Linked DNA regions of Triticum aestivum: region 1 is linked to region 2. The links are chromatin contacts, called in public Hi-C maps. All regions are on one chromosome and are shown on one strand. Each heading gives the region's core, a stretch centred on a gene start, on an enhancer-like site or on the middle of the called end of the contact. The rest is flanking DNA. Distances are from core to core; before and after follow the strand shown. Region 1 holds the start of LOC123113598 (myosin-binding protein 7). Region 2 has its middle 13 kb from the start of LOC123113597.

Region 1 (5,986 bases), core at 958-3,457, 110 kb before region 2:
GGTGTAGCTGATCCGTGGCTTTCCTCCCAATACCTGATCACACATAGGGTCTCTGCATGAGGTAGTAGCCATTGTCTTATAAATAGAAAATGGAAGTTTGGAGAGGAGCGAGTTCACCTTATCTTCGATAGCCTTTGCTGAGCTCTTGTCATTGGTCCAAGTGGTGTCATGGGAGTCGAAGGTAGGTCCATGGGGATGACCTTGGGATGCTCCGCATCACCTCCCCTATCCTGACATCATGCTGCCACATGACTGGCACTTGGATCCGGAGAGGATCCTAGTGCCAGCGGTGCCGTGGTCGGCGCGGGTGCACGCAGAGGAGGTGCGGCACCATTGGCAGCAGCTGTCGCCGGAGCAGTGCCTCAACCCCGCCAACGCATCAGACTCTCCCGATTGGGAGGTCTGGTTCGCGTTGGAGCACGAGGAGCAGCGTCGGCGCGGCGTCCGCAACGTGGTGGCTGGCACCCCGCCGGCCCTCGTCATGCACGACAAGGACCAGGAGGCGGAGGCCGCCTACCAGGCGGCTCTGGCGGCTGCCCTCTGTGAAAGCGAGGAGGAGGAGCGGCGTAAGGAGGAGGAGGAGGAGGAGGAGGCGTACCAGGTGCGGCTGTCGGAGGCCATGGCGCTCTCCGCTGTCGGCGACTGCGTCGTGCCGCCACTGATGCGGCCATCCCCCGTCAAGACCGAGCCACCGTCGACCCCCGTCAAGACCGAGCACTACACATTGCACGGGTACGTGCGCGAGTGGGTCAGCGCACCCCCCATCTGGCTCGGGGCGACGCCGACGCATGAGCAGATCTACCTGGAGCAATGGCGGCGGCGCAGGCTAGCAGAGGAGCCCCGCGAGGGCGAGCCGCTTGAGCAGTTGGAGCACGATTCGAAGGAGGAGCGTCGTGCCCGGGGTGGGGCAGCCCAGCCGGCGGCGGAGGACGTCACCATAGCCCGGGAGACGGCGTTCCCCTGGGCTGGCCCGGCGCCGACAATCATCGACCTCACTGGCCCCGACGACGACGAGGAGGATGCCTAGGGCAGCGTGCCTCCTTCTAGTTTTTAGTTTTATTAAATGTTTTTACTTAATGTAAAGTGGTCGACATTAATGTTTAATTAATATTTTTTATTTTCAAAATATCGGTGGTGTTTTTTTCGCGCGAACTAAAAAATGGGTCGGGCCACCGCTGGGCACATGCGCCAATCCAAATGCGAATGCGGACATGGGTGTCCATCGGGCCGAACCAAACGGACAAAATCACCGCCTGTTTGGATCGGCCGGTTGGTGTTGCTGTAATAAGTTGTTAACGAAGTGATAATGTTTAGCTAGCTTTGTTTGCTCCAACAATAATCATTTCAGGTATATGTAAACAGGGCCACACCTCAGTGTGGATGATTAGGACACTCTGCAGACAAAAATAGGACAAGACATGCCACGAGGAAGCTGAAGACACCGCCGATCTCGATCGCTAAACCTTCACGTGCACGTCCAATGACGCCACGAGCTATGTCCGCACTCCTCGATCGCACGGACCACGTCATTGACCTCTGCCCCTCTTTCACCATTGACCCCTGCCCTTGACGACGGAACCTTGACCCGAATGGCCGGATCAGGAAACATCAGCCGCCATGAGCCGCCGCGGCGCTGCCTTCCGTCGCCTCGACGCGAGACAAACGACGACGAACAGAAAGATGGCGTGCTACAAAATAAAAATAAAAATGGTGTGGCCAGGACAGGCCAGCTCGCGCGCAAACGTAAAAAATAAATCCGCAGGAGTGGCGGCACATCGTAGACGTAGACGAACCCCCCCCCCCCCCCCCCCCTGCACGATTTCCACGGTTAGTGGCGGCGCACGTAGCAGTAGCGCGACCGTATGCCACTGAATCAATTCCAAGTTCCTTTTTTGCTGTTTATTTTCCCGCGAGAAGTTCCTTTTTTTGTTGTAGCTGAGAAAAACACCACACAATCCTCAAGTTGCCAAGCTAGTGCGCACCTTTTTTATCTCCCTGCTCCTCCTCTGTTCTTCCCCAAACGCGCGAGGGAAAGGCTAGATTAAACCAAATCAAATCAAATCGTGAGTGGCGGCCGCTTCATTCTTTTTACGGTTTCTTTCCGCGCGGGCGACGTGGAAAGCTCACCGGCGTGATGCAATGATGATGCCGGCCCACCCGCTTATTCCCAGCTCCCTTAATCTAATCGTACCACTATCCGGATCATTTCCGATCGATCGAATTATTGAGCACTGTCGCTGCCGCTGGCCTCTTCCAGCCTAGCTCAGCTCAGCTCACGTCCCGTCCAACTCACGCCACCCCACCACTCCCCGCCTTTCCCCTCCCCCTTCCCTCCCCGCCGAAAGGGACCTTCGCCGGCCGTCCGACCCCACCCACGGCGGCCGCGCTGACGCCGCCGGCGGCGGGGGCCGGGATCCGGGGCTGGGGATCGGATCCCGCGGGGCACATACATGCTGCCCCCATGGACCAGCTCGCGGACCCCTCCCCCTCCTCGTCATCCTGCTCCCCGCAGGAGTCGCGGCGGTCGGTGAAGCGGAGGCCGCCGCCCGCGGGGTCCCCGGAGCCGTCGCCGAGGGCGGGCGCCGGAGGAGCGGGCGCGGCGGAGCTGCTCCGGCGGGTTGAGGAGCTGGAAGCGGCCGCGGCGCGGCTGGCGATGGAGAAGGAGGCGGCCGAGGAGTCGGCGCTGGGCCTGCAGGGCGAGCTGGAGGCCGAGCGGGCCTCGGCCGAGACGGCGGCCAGCGAGGCCATGCTCATGATCGAGCGCCTGCAGCGGGAGAAGGCCGCGGCCCAGATGGAGGCCCGCCAGTTCCGCCGCTACGCCGAGGGCCGCGCCGACCACGAGCGCGAGGTGCAGGAGGAGCTCGCCTCGCTCTCCGACCTCGCCGCATCCTACCACTCGCGCCTCCAGTCCCACGGGATCGACCCCGACACCTTCTCCGACGAGGAGGACGAGGAGCTCTACGAGGAGCAGCGCGGCCACGCGGACCAGATCGACGACCTGGTCTCGCCCGAGGCAGAGGGGGACGGCGCCGACTTGTTAGTCACTGCTGGCATGGAGGTGAAAGCCATGGTCGAGGAGGAAGAGCAAGAGCAATCCACTGCCCCTGTGGAGAAAGAGTTCGAGTACACGGTGGATGTCAGGTGCGCGAGCCCGACGATGGCGGCCGTGGCGGTGGTGGGGGAATACGTGGGGGATGTAGCCGGCAATGCAGGGGGTTTATATGCGAGGGTGGAGGCGCTGGAGGCGGACAGAGCGGCAATGCACAGAGAGATTGCGGCGCTCCGGGCGGAGAGAGCACAGTTGGTCATGGCAAGGGAGATGGCTCGTCGACTCTGCTGGGAAGTGGTCTCTGAGAGGAAAAGCATTGTTAAAAAGGCTGTTGTCCCGGCGAAGAGATTCTCGGCTTTAGGAATTTGCAAGGTATAATTGAGTTCGCTCAACATTGGGTCATTATTAGTAAGTTTGTAAATTCATTATGCCTTAGCAAACATCGTTCGTGCATTTGCTAATCTCATCAGGTGCTAACTTCAGAATATTGGTGCTAAATTTGGAGCCTAGCACATTTGTAGAATTTAGTTGCATTGCATGTGATTGATGGATTTAGTTTGGGAGATTTTGGTTGTGCCTCGCATGAAATGCATTGCAAATCTTGGCTGGGCGCGGGAGCGGCACAGAATCAGAATTTTGACATTTCTTAAACTTCGTAAAATGAACTGAATTTTTTATTTCTTTTGAATTGAAGCAGCAAGGCACCAGTGAGTACTCTAAACTATTTTTAGGGTGCTGATGATTTGCCGTTGTTTCTTTGTTAAGTTGATGCCATATGATGTGTTTATAAGCGATTTCAACATTTGCAGCTAGATTGAGTGCATGAACTTGCTTTGGAAGTGTGATTATCAGCTTCTGTACTCTTTGTTGTTTACACGAACTTGATGTTTATTAAAACATTGAGTTGACAATTTAGTGACTGGGCTGCGTATATTTATATTTGGAGATGCTCAGGATTTAGTTTGTGTCTCTTATTAGGAGAGAATAAAAGTACTTCTCGTTTGGTGGATTCATTTTTAGCTACGTAGTACATTTGGGAGACTATGTGCTTAAGGTTCTAATTTTAGTACACTGGAGAGTTGCACACTTGCAGAATAGTTGCGTTGCATGTGATTAATATATTTAGTGCAAGATTTTGGTGGTGGCCTAGATGAAATTGGATTTTGAAAGTTTGGCTGCGTGGGAGATAAACCTGATAAATGAAATTACTGTAAGTTATTTTTTATATCATCATCGTGTGTGTTCGGTCAAAGTTAATATACCATCCCCAATGTTTTTAGTACAAAATGTTGCTTGAGATGCCTAAATGGTGTGCCGCAGCAATTATATTCTTCTCTCTCATATGCATATAATACACACTTCAGTAGTAATCCATCGTGGTCATTAATAATTGAAATTTAAACGACAGTGATGATTATTGATAAACAAATTTGTGAAGTGAATAGAGTTCGTTTACCAAAGGTATGTCAAATGCTAACAATACTTCAGCTAATACTTGTTCACAACTACAGACTGAACTCCTTTTCTTGTTAACCTTTCATCTAGACATGGTAGTAATGAGATACAATGGCACTTGAAAATATATGTTGCATGATATGTCTGTTCTGTTTTTCTGTTGCGTTATTTGGAGCTGAAACTTGGAAAAGGAAACCATTATATAATAGAGAGTATTTTGTTTATTTTTCAACTGCCTTTGCTAATTCCATCTGAATTTTTCATGTCCACCCTTGAGTAGTTCGGTATTCCATAACATTGCCACTGTTCTCATCCTTGAGAAATTAACAATTTTTATATCTTTGCTGCAGTGGTTGCTCTCCGTAATCTTCTGGAGAAGAAGCTCTACTACCAGGTAGTTCTATACCATGAATCGTTCTGAACCTATGATTATCCTTCTTCGCTCTTTTGCAACCCTAAACTGCGGCCATGACTACTCCACAGGTATACGTTCGGCTTGTCGACCACGTTCCTTGGCCTCCTGCTGCTCCTCGACAGATCCACCACGTTGAGTCCATGGCGGCGCCTGCATAGGCCACAGCAATGACCACGGCCTCCGCCATCCCGTAGCCAAACACATGTAAATGCAGAACTTCGGACGATTGGTTACCACTCTGTTTTGCGCGTGCATTGCATTCTTTGATGATCGGTTTCTTCTTCGTTTTGGCTGAGTACAGCGCGGTATTGGCGATGTAAGTTTTGGATTTCAAGCTTTGAGCTTGCTGTATAGTGTGTTATTGGGACTACTAGGCTTGCATAGCTTGTAATATGGAGCTAACTGATCGTGCGGTGAGTTGTGGAGTCTCCGTCTCTGTCTCCTCGGCAAGTAAATGCTGTGTACTTCACTCTTCAGATTTGTACTTGTTTTGATCTTGAACTAGCATCGTGACTTAAATCACATAGGCCATGTGAATTATGTGCTGGTCGTTTTCTTTCCGGGTGGAAATTACTTGTGTCCGGTATAATACAGAGAAATGGGGGAGCTCACAAGGATTCAAGCTCAAGACCTCGCACTTAAAGGTGCGCGTTACTAGCCACTTGACCCCACTGCTGCTAGTGGCATTTTGTAGCGCGAAGTATAAGAAAACAAAACAACGTTTATATATATGAAATATTTTCTAAAAGAATGGAATTTTTCTCGAGAAAAATGTGAACAATTTGAAATGTCAAATAGTTTTTGAATTTATAAACGAAATTTGAGCACACATTTTTGAAAAATAGAACACAATTTCGAAACATGAACAATTTACGAACATCTTTCAAAACATGAACAATTATTAAAATTTGTGGTTTTATTTTTTTTGGTTTTTGTTTGTCCCGTTTTCCTTCTTTAAAATTTGTGAACTATTTTAAACCGTGAACCTTTTCTTAAATCCATGAACTTTTAGAATTCGTGAATATTTTCTTGAATTTATGAACTCTGTTTTTCAAATCCATGAACTT
Region 2 (6,142 bases), core at 2,779-5,278:
CAGACTTGAGTACCAGCTACGCAATAAAAACCTGCAAGTACTGGCCAAAATGCTTGCAAAACACATTACATGCTGGTCTCGAGCAACATAGGGAATATCATAAGTGCTTAGGCATGCATTGAGGTGCATATATAATTACCAGCTGGCAGGAGTGGGGAAGGCAGTATATGGGTACACAATCTCCATGCCCTTAACAGCCTCATGCACCTTCTTGAACTCCATAGTTTTAGGACATAGAACGAATATACCGACCATGGTCCACAAAAATAGTGCGTCTCCCTCCTCGGCGCTCCCAATGATCTTCACTTGCGGCATCACCAGGAAGCTAGAGTCTACCTTAGGCAATGTGACCTTTGACAAGCATGCAATGGCCTCTCCCAGATCAACCGAGGTGCGTAGTACCCAGCCACTGTAGGCTCCCCGAGCCCACATACACAATGTGAGGTCCTCCACGGTGGCAAGGCCGAGTCGTCCACCACCATCAGTCTTCATTAGACGGGCATTTCCTCCATTCGGCCGCTCGAACACAGTGAGAGTACTCTTGTCCATGTCATAGGCCAACACATGGTAGTCATTGAGAGGTTGGTACATAGTGTTAAAGATAATGACACATGGCTCCACACGGATGTCACACAACAGCGGGAGATCCACCGACGTAGGCTGCAGGCTCCACTGACCAGTAAGTGAGGAGTAGACGCCCGCATGAACACGACCCCGAGAATCATTGTGGACAAGGGCAACACGAAATGGACTTGTTGGTTGTTGGCAGCAAACTTGTTTGCCATCGTTGTCATCAACCACACAAAGCAACGCGGCATTGCTGTTCTTCTCGGTGTACTCCTCCCAACGACTATATTCGGCATTGATTAGGCGGTAGTGTCCGGTCATTGGGTGCCACAGGAGGAACCGACGGCCGTTACGGAGGAGGACACGGCCGTGACAACAATCCATGAACGTCCATGAGTAATTGCCATAATTAGGAAAACAGAAGGATAAGCTAGTGGTGTCGTTGATCTGTACGAATGGGCGGGGAAGTGTTTTGGAGTTGTGGAAGAAACCCATGACCACTGGTGCAACATGGCGTGCATGGCACCGGTGGAGGAAACCAGGAGCAAACACTATGAGGCGCCATGCTTTGCAAACGACGGAGGCGTGGGCAATTGTCTGCAGACTTGGCGGGATTTTCTCCAGGATCCCAGGGTGCAATTCATATGGTATGGTGGGGACCATAACTGCACTATTGGATTAGGTTTGAGATTTAGATCTACAATGCATTGTAAGTAGCCAAAATTTACCTTTTAACTTCTAGTCGATTTTGCTAGTGCATGAGATCCCGCCTTTTTTTTCTTCGTCAACCAAAAGAATCAACTCATTAGCGCCATCGCTAAGAGGATGTGCCAAAGGTGTTGCCTCCAACAAGAGAGAGACCGCCAACAAAGTGATTTTACGGTGGCGGCAAATTCCCCTTGATGAAAAATTCCGCGCCTCCTCCTCCCCTCCTCCCGCAATTATCTTTTTGTGGGATGCACCATAGGCATCACCACTCATTGTCTGGAGGCGACATCAACGACCGCCGTGAAAGTGGAGGAAGAGTGCCAACACATAGATCACTTGGAAGAGGGAGATGGGCAGCAAAAAAGATAGATGAGGGTGGATGAAGAGGACGATGTGAGGAATGCGGCGGCGGCGGGATGGAAGGGAGATGGTTTAGGGTTGGGTTCAAGTGGTGTATTTATTGGATACCTGAGCAGATTGTGATGGTTGGATGTGGATCCAATGGCTACAAAATTGTGTGTGCGTTCACACAATATTTTAGGCAACTTTTTTTTGGAAGGTACCATTGAGGCAGACTGTACCAAAAAAACATGTGCTAAACACCGGGCCGGTCCTGAGATTTCAGAGGCTAGGGCGAAACTAAAATTCAAGGCCCATAATATAAAAATCACAATAATATTCAATATACATATTTTTCTATCCACTTTGATATTGGAGGTGCAAGTTTGGGGAATGAACCGTCTAAATTCCTTCAAGATAATGCTTTTGTGGCACCATTACAGAACAAAAAAAATTGATCATTTGAGTTAAGCAAATAAGTTCACAAATAATTTGACGCAGCTTAGGGAGTAGACATCGTCTCATAATCAAGGAATGCAACTATGTACAGTATTCGCCTTCCTTCAGATTCGGTAGGTTTTGTACCATCCACCACATTTTCTTCATTTACTTATATTTTTAGTTTTTGATTGACAAAGTGTACATTATGGTATAACTCAGAATCAAACATGTGCTTCGACCTACTTTGCGCTACTAACATCTGCTACACTACATAAGTGTCGTGCCTTGTGTAAATATATCCTATTGACAAGGACACACTTTGACTTGCTAGTAGCGTCAACGGTGCCGACAAATAACGATTCATAATCGAACAATAAGGTCAGGGCTCCTAATTTTGCAATGCTAAGTGAAAATCCTGCCAATTTTTATCAGCCCAGAGGAAGGAAGGGTAGAAATAGGTAGTAACACCGAGCACAAATCTTGGTGTTAGAAACTTTCTAGAAGGTTTCTGACTGGTTCATGTCTTATTTTTTTTCTTGTTGTTTCTTTTAGCATTTTTTCTGTTTATTTTCCAATTTATTTTATTTTTAAAAATATTTGCTTTCTAAAAAATGATTGATTTTTTGAATTTAAGAAACGACCATTTCTCAAAACTTGTTCAGAAATTCAAAAAATGGGTCTTAGAAAAATGTCCGCATTTACAAAAAATGGGGATTTAAAAAAATTATTGTTTTCAAAATTTGTTACAAATTTTAAAAATGTACCCATTTAAAAAAATTGTTTGGAAAGATTTTTAAAATTTCATGTTTTAAAAAGTGGTTGGAATTTTCAAAAATAATAATCATAGTCTCAAAAAATGTTCCATAATTCAAAAAATGACCGTGTTCCCAAACAATGTTCATAAATCTCAAGATTTGTTTGCTTTTTAAAATGTTCAAAATAAGAAGTGACTAAAAATAGGTTGTTGCAGTAACCCAAGGCTACCGTGTCCGGTTTGCTACATCGGGGCGCTAAAATGAACTAGATAGCTACAGACCTACAACAGTAGGAGTCGCTAGAACGGATCGGTCTGCTATAGTGTACCATGTGCTACAGGTGCAGTAAATGGGTTGGTCCAATCATGGCTCATTGTGGGTGGAGGTCCCTATTAGACGTTGAGTGCGGAGAGCTCCTCGCTGGCGCCTTATGCGCCAGTAGAGGAAACGACCGCCCGTGCGCCTGGCTATGTGGACCGGCCCAATAACGAGCCGACGAGCTCGCGCACGATGAGCACTTCTCTGCTTGATCTTTTCGTTACTGAAGAGAAAAAAACAGTTCGATCGTTTTGTTGTTGACTTTCGAGAAAAATGTCAGAATTTCAGAAAACAGAATTCAAAAAACAAAATGCTCATGGATCTAAAAAGTTCATTGATTTTCAGAAAAGTTCATGGATTTAAAAAAAGTTCATGAATTTGAAAAAAAGTTCATTGATTTGAAAAAAGTTCACAAAATTTTGTAAAAAGTTCATTGATTTTGAAAATAGTTCATCAATTTTGAATGAAGTTCAACGATTTTGAAAAAAAAATCATCGATTTTGAAAAAGGTTCATCTACTTTCAAGGAAAAAGTTCACGAATTTTTAAAAAGTTCATGGATTTTGAAAAAAGTTCACGAGTTTCTTTCGCAATTATTTTCACGAATTTGGAAAAGGAAAGGAAAAAAAGAACAGAGAGAAAAAACGAAGAAAGAAGAAGAAATAGATTAAAAGGCCGAACAACTCACCATATGAACACATAGGGTCTGTTGTCGGGTTGGTTGTGGCGTCGTATTCTTTACAAGAACGTCGCGGGTTCGAATCCTGCCATGCACACCCTTTTTGCAGTTTACAGAAGTCAGAAAAAAAGGCGGAAGGAAGCGGGATGGGCCGGCCCGTTATCCAACCAAGCGGTTCAGGAGGGGTATGCGCCCTGTACCAAATGCACTGTATTCGGCGCCTTCATTCTGCGTCCAACAGAAACTCGACGCATACGCGCCATGCACGACTGGGCCGGCCCATCGACGCGAAAGCCACATGTGTTTCCTGTACCGCACGCGACCTAAAAAAAACCAACCAAGCGGTACAGGAGGGGTATGCGCCCTGTACCAAATGCACTGTATTCGGCGCCTTAAGCGCCGAATAGGATTTGGCTTGAGTGCGTCATAGAGACATCCAGCACGACTCATTATGCGTCAAACAGAAGGGGTATGCGCCCTGTACCAAATGCACTGTATTCGGCGCCTTAAGCGCCGAAATAGGATTTGGCTTGAGTGCGTCACAGAGACATCCAGTACGACTCATTCTGCGTCAAACAGGAGCTCGACGCATACGCGCGATGCACGACTGGGCCGGCCCATCGACACGAAAGCCACATGTGTTTCCTATACCGCACGCGACCTAAAAAAACCCAACCAAGCAGTACAGGAGGGGTATGCGCCCTGTACCAAATGCACTGTATTCGGCGCCTTAAGCGCCGAATAGGATTTGGCTTGAGTGCGTCATAGAGACATACAGTACGACTCATTCTGCGTCAAACAGAAGCTCGACACACACGCGCGATGCACGACTGGGCCGGCCCATCGACGCGAAAGCCACATGTATTTCATGTACCACGCGCGACCTAAAAAAGCCCGACAACCAGCTTGGCTACGCTAGGATTCAATCCCACCATCTCACGCACACCACAGAGCATACCACGACCAGCTAGCCACTCTGACCACAAAGGTGCTACTGAATACTCCCTTCGTCTAGAGATATTTGTCGAAGAAATGGATAAAAATAGGTGTATCTGGAACTTAAATACGTCCAGATACATTCATCCCTGCGATAAGTATTTCTGGACAGAGAGAGTATTTAAGCGCGAAAGACTATAACAACATTCAAAAGGGTTGAGATTTTAGAATAAATATTTTAGAAACATTTCTTCACAAGTTCAAAAAATTCGAAATGCCACAAATATTTTCTTACAATCTAAGCTTATTCTCGAAAAAAATGTGAAAAAAATTTCTAATCCGAATTTAGAAAAAATGGACATTTTTTTACAAACCCTAACAGTTTTCTAAAACGTGAATTTTTTTGGAAAATTAGAAACTTTTCTGACATTGTGTTTTTTTTTGAATAACAAGAAGCATTTTCCGAAATTCTTGAACATTTTTTGAAGCCCAAACATTTTCCTGAAAATTGTGAGCAAATTTTGGAAATGAGAACATATTTTGAAAATCCTGTACATTTTTTGAAACATAAACATTTTATGAATGACATTCTAAACATATTTTGATAAAGAGAACATTTTTTTAAAACATGAACATAACAAAGATAACATTTTTTTAAAACATGAACATAACAAAGATTTGAAAACGAGAACATTTTTTAAATATTTTTTAAATTGTGATCAAAATTTAAAGCAAGAACAATTTTTGAAATTCCTGAAAGACGTTTTGAAACATGAACATTTTTTGAAATTGTGAATAAAATTTGAAAACCGGAATCTTTAATGAAATTCCTGAACATTTTTTTAAAGCATGAACGTAACTAATATTTGAAAATGAGAACATTATTTTGAATTTAGTGAACATTTTTTAAATTGTGAAAAAAAGAACAAGAACATTTTTTGAAATTCCTGAAAGACTTTTTAAAAAATGAACATTTTTTGAAATTGTGAACAAAATTGGAAAATGGGAGCATTTTATGAAATTCCTGAACACTTTTTCAAAACATGAACGTAACAAATATTTGAAATGAGAACATTTTTTCAATTTATGGAACATTTTTTTGAAACACAAACAGTTTCTTAAATATTGAACAAAAATTAAAACAAGAATATTTTTTGAAATTCCTGAAAGTCTTTTTGAAACACGAACATTTTTTTTGAAATTGTGAAGAAAATTTGAAAGCAGGAACATTTTATGAAATTCCTGAACAATTTTTCAAAACATGAACATAACAAGTATTTGAAAACGAGAACAATTTTTTGAATTTACCACACATTTTTTAAATCGTGAACAAAACTTAAAAGAAGAACATTTTTTAAATTCTTGAAAGACTTTTTGAAACATGAACATTTTTTGAAATT

The links. A called contact is a pair of places that touch in the nucleus more often than the background predicts.
Region 1: a Hi-C map of leaf shows a contact between it and region 2, with 3 times the contacts expected there. The contact joins the promoter of LOC123113598 here to the enhancer-like site in region 2. A contact is called at or near these places in 2 of 5 Hi-C or Micro-C datasets (both in leaf).

Annotation. Positions count from the first base shown.
Region 1 is chr5B:608,115,070-608,121,055 of IWGSC CS RefSeq v2.1, reverse strand. It overlaps LOC123113598 (myosin-binding protein 7), which reads left to right and starts at 2,207. Exons shown (of 3, transcript XM_044534893.1): 1 at 2,207-3,421; 2 at 4,855-4,898; 3 at 4,988-5,395. The coding sequence starts at 2,462. The coding sequence ends at 5,090.
Region 2 is chr5B:608,002,512-608,008,653 of IWGSC CS RefSeq v2.1, reverse strand. No RefSeq gene overlaps it. Among protein-coding and RNA genes, the nearest start is that of LOC123113597, 13 kb to the right of the region's middle. Within about 2 kb of position 4,028, at least 6 of the 8 cell types and tissues checked have an H3K27ac peak or open chromatin away from gene starts, as enhancers often do. A contact at or near this core is called in leaf, where this site is marked.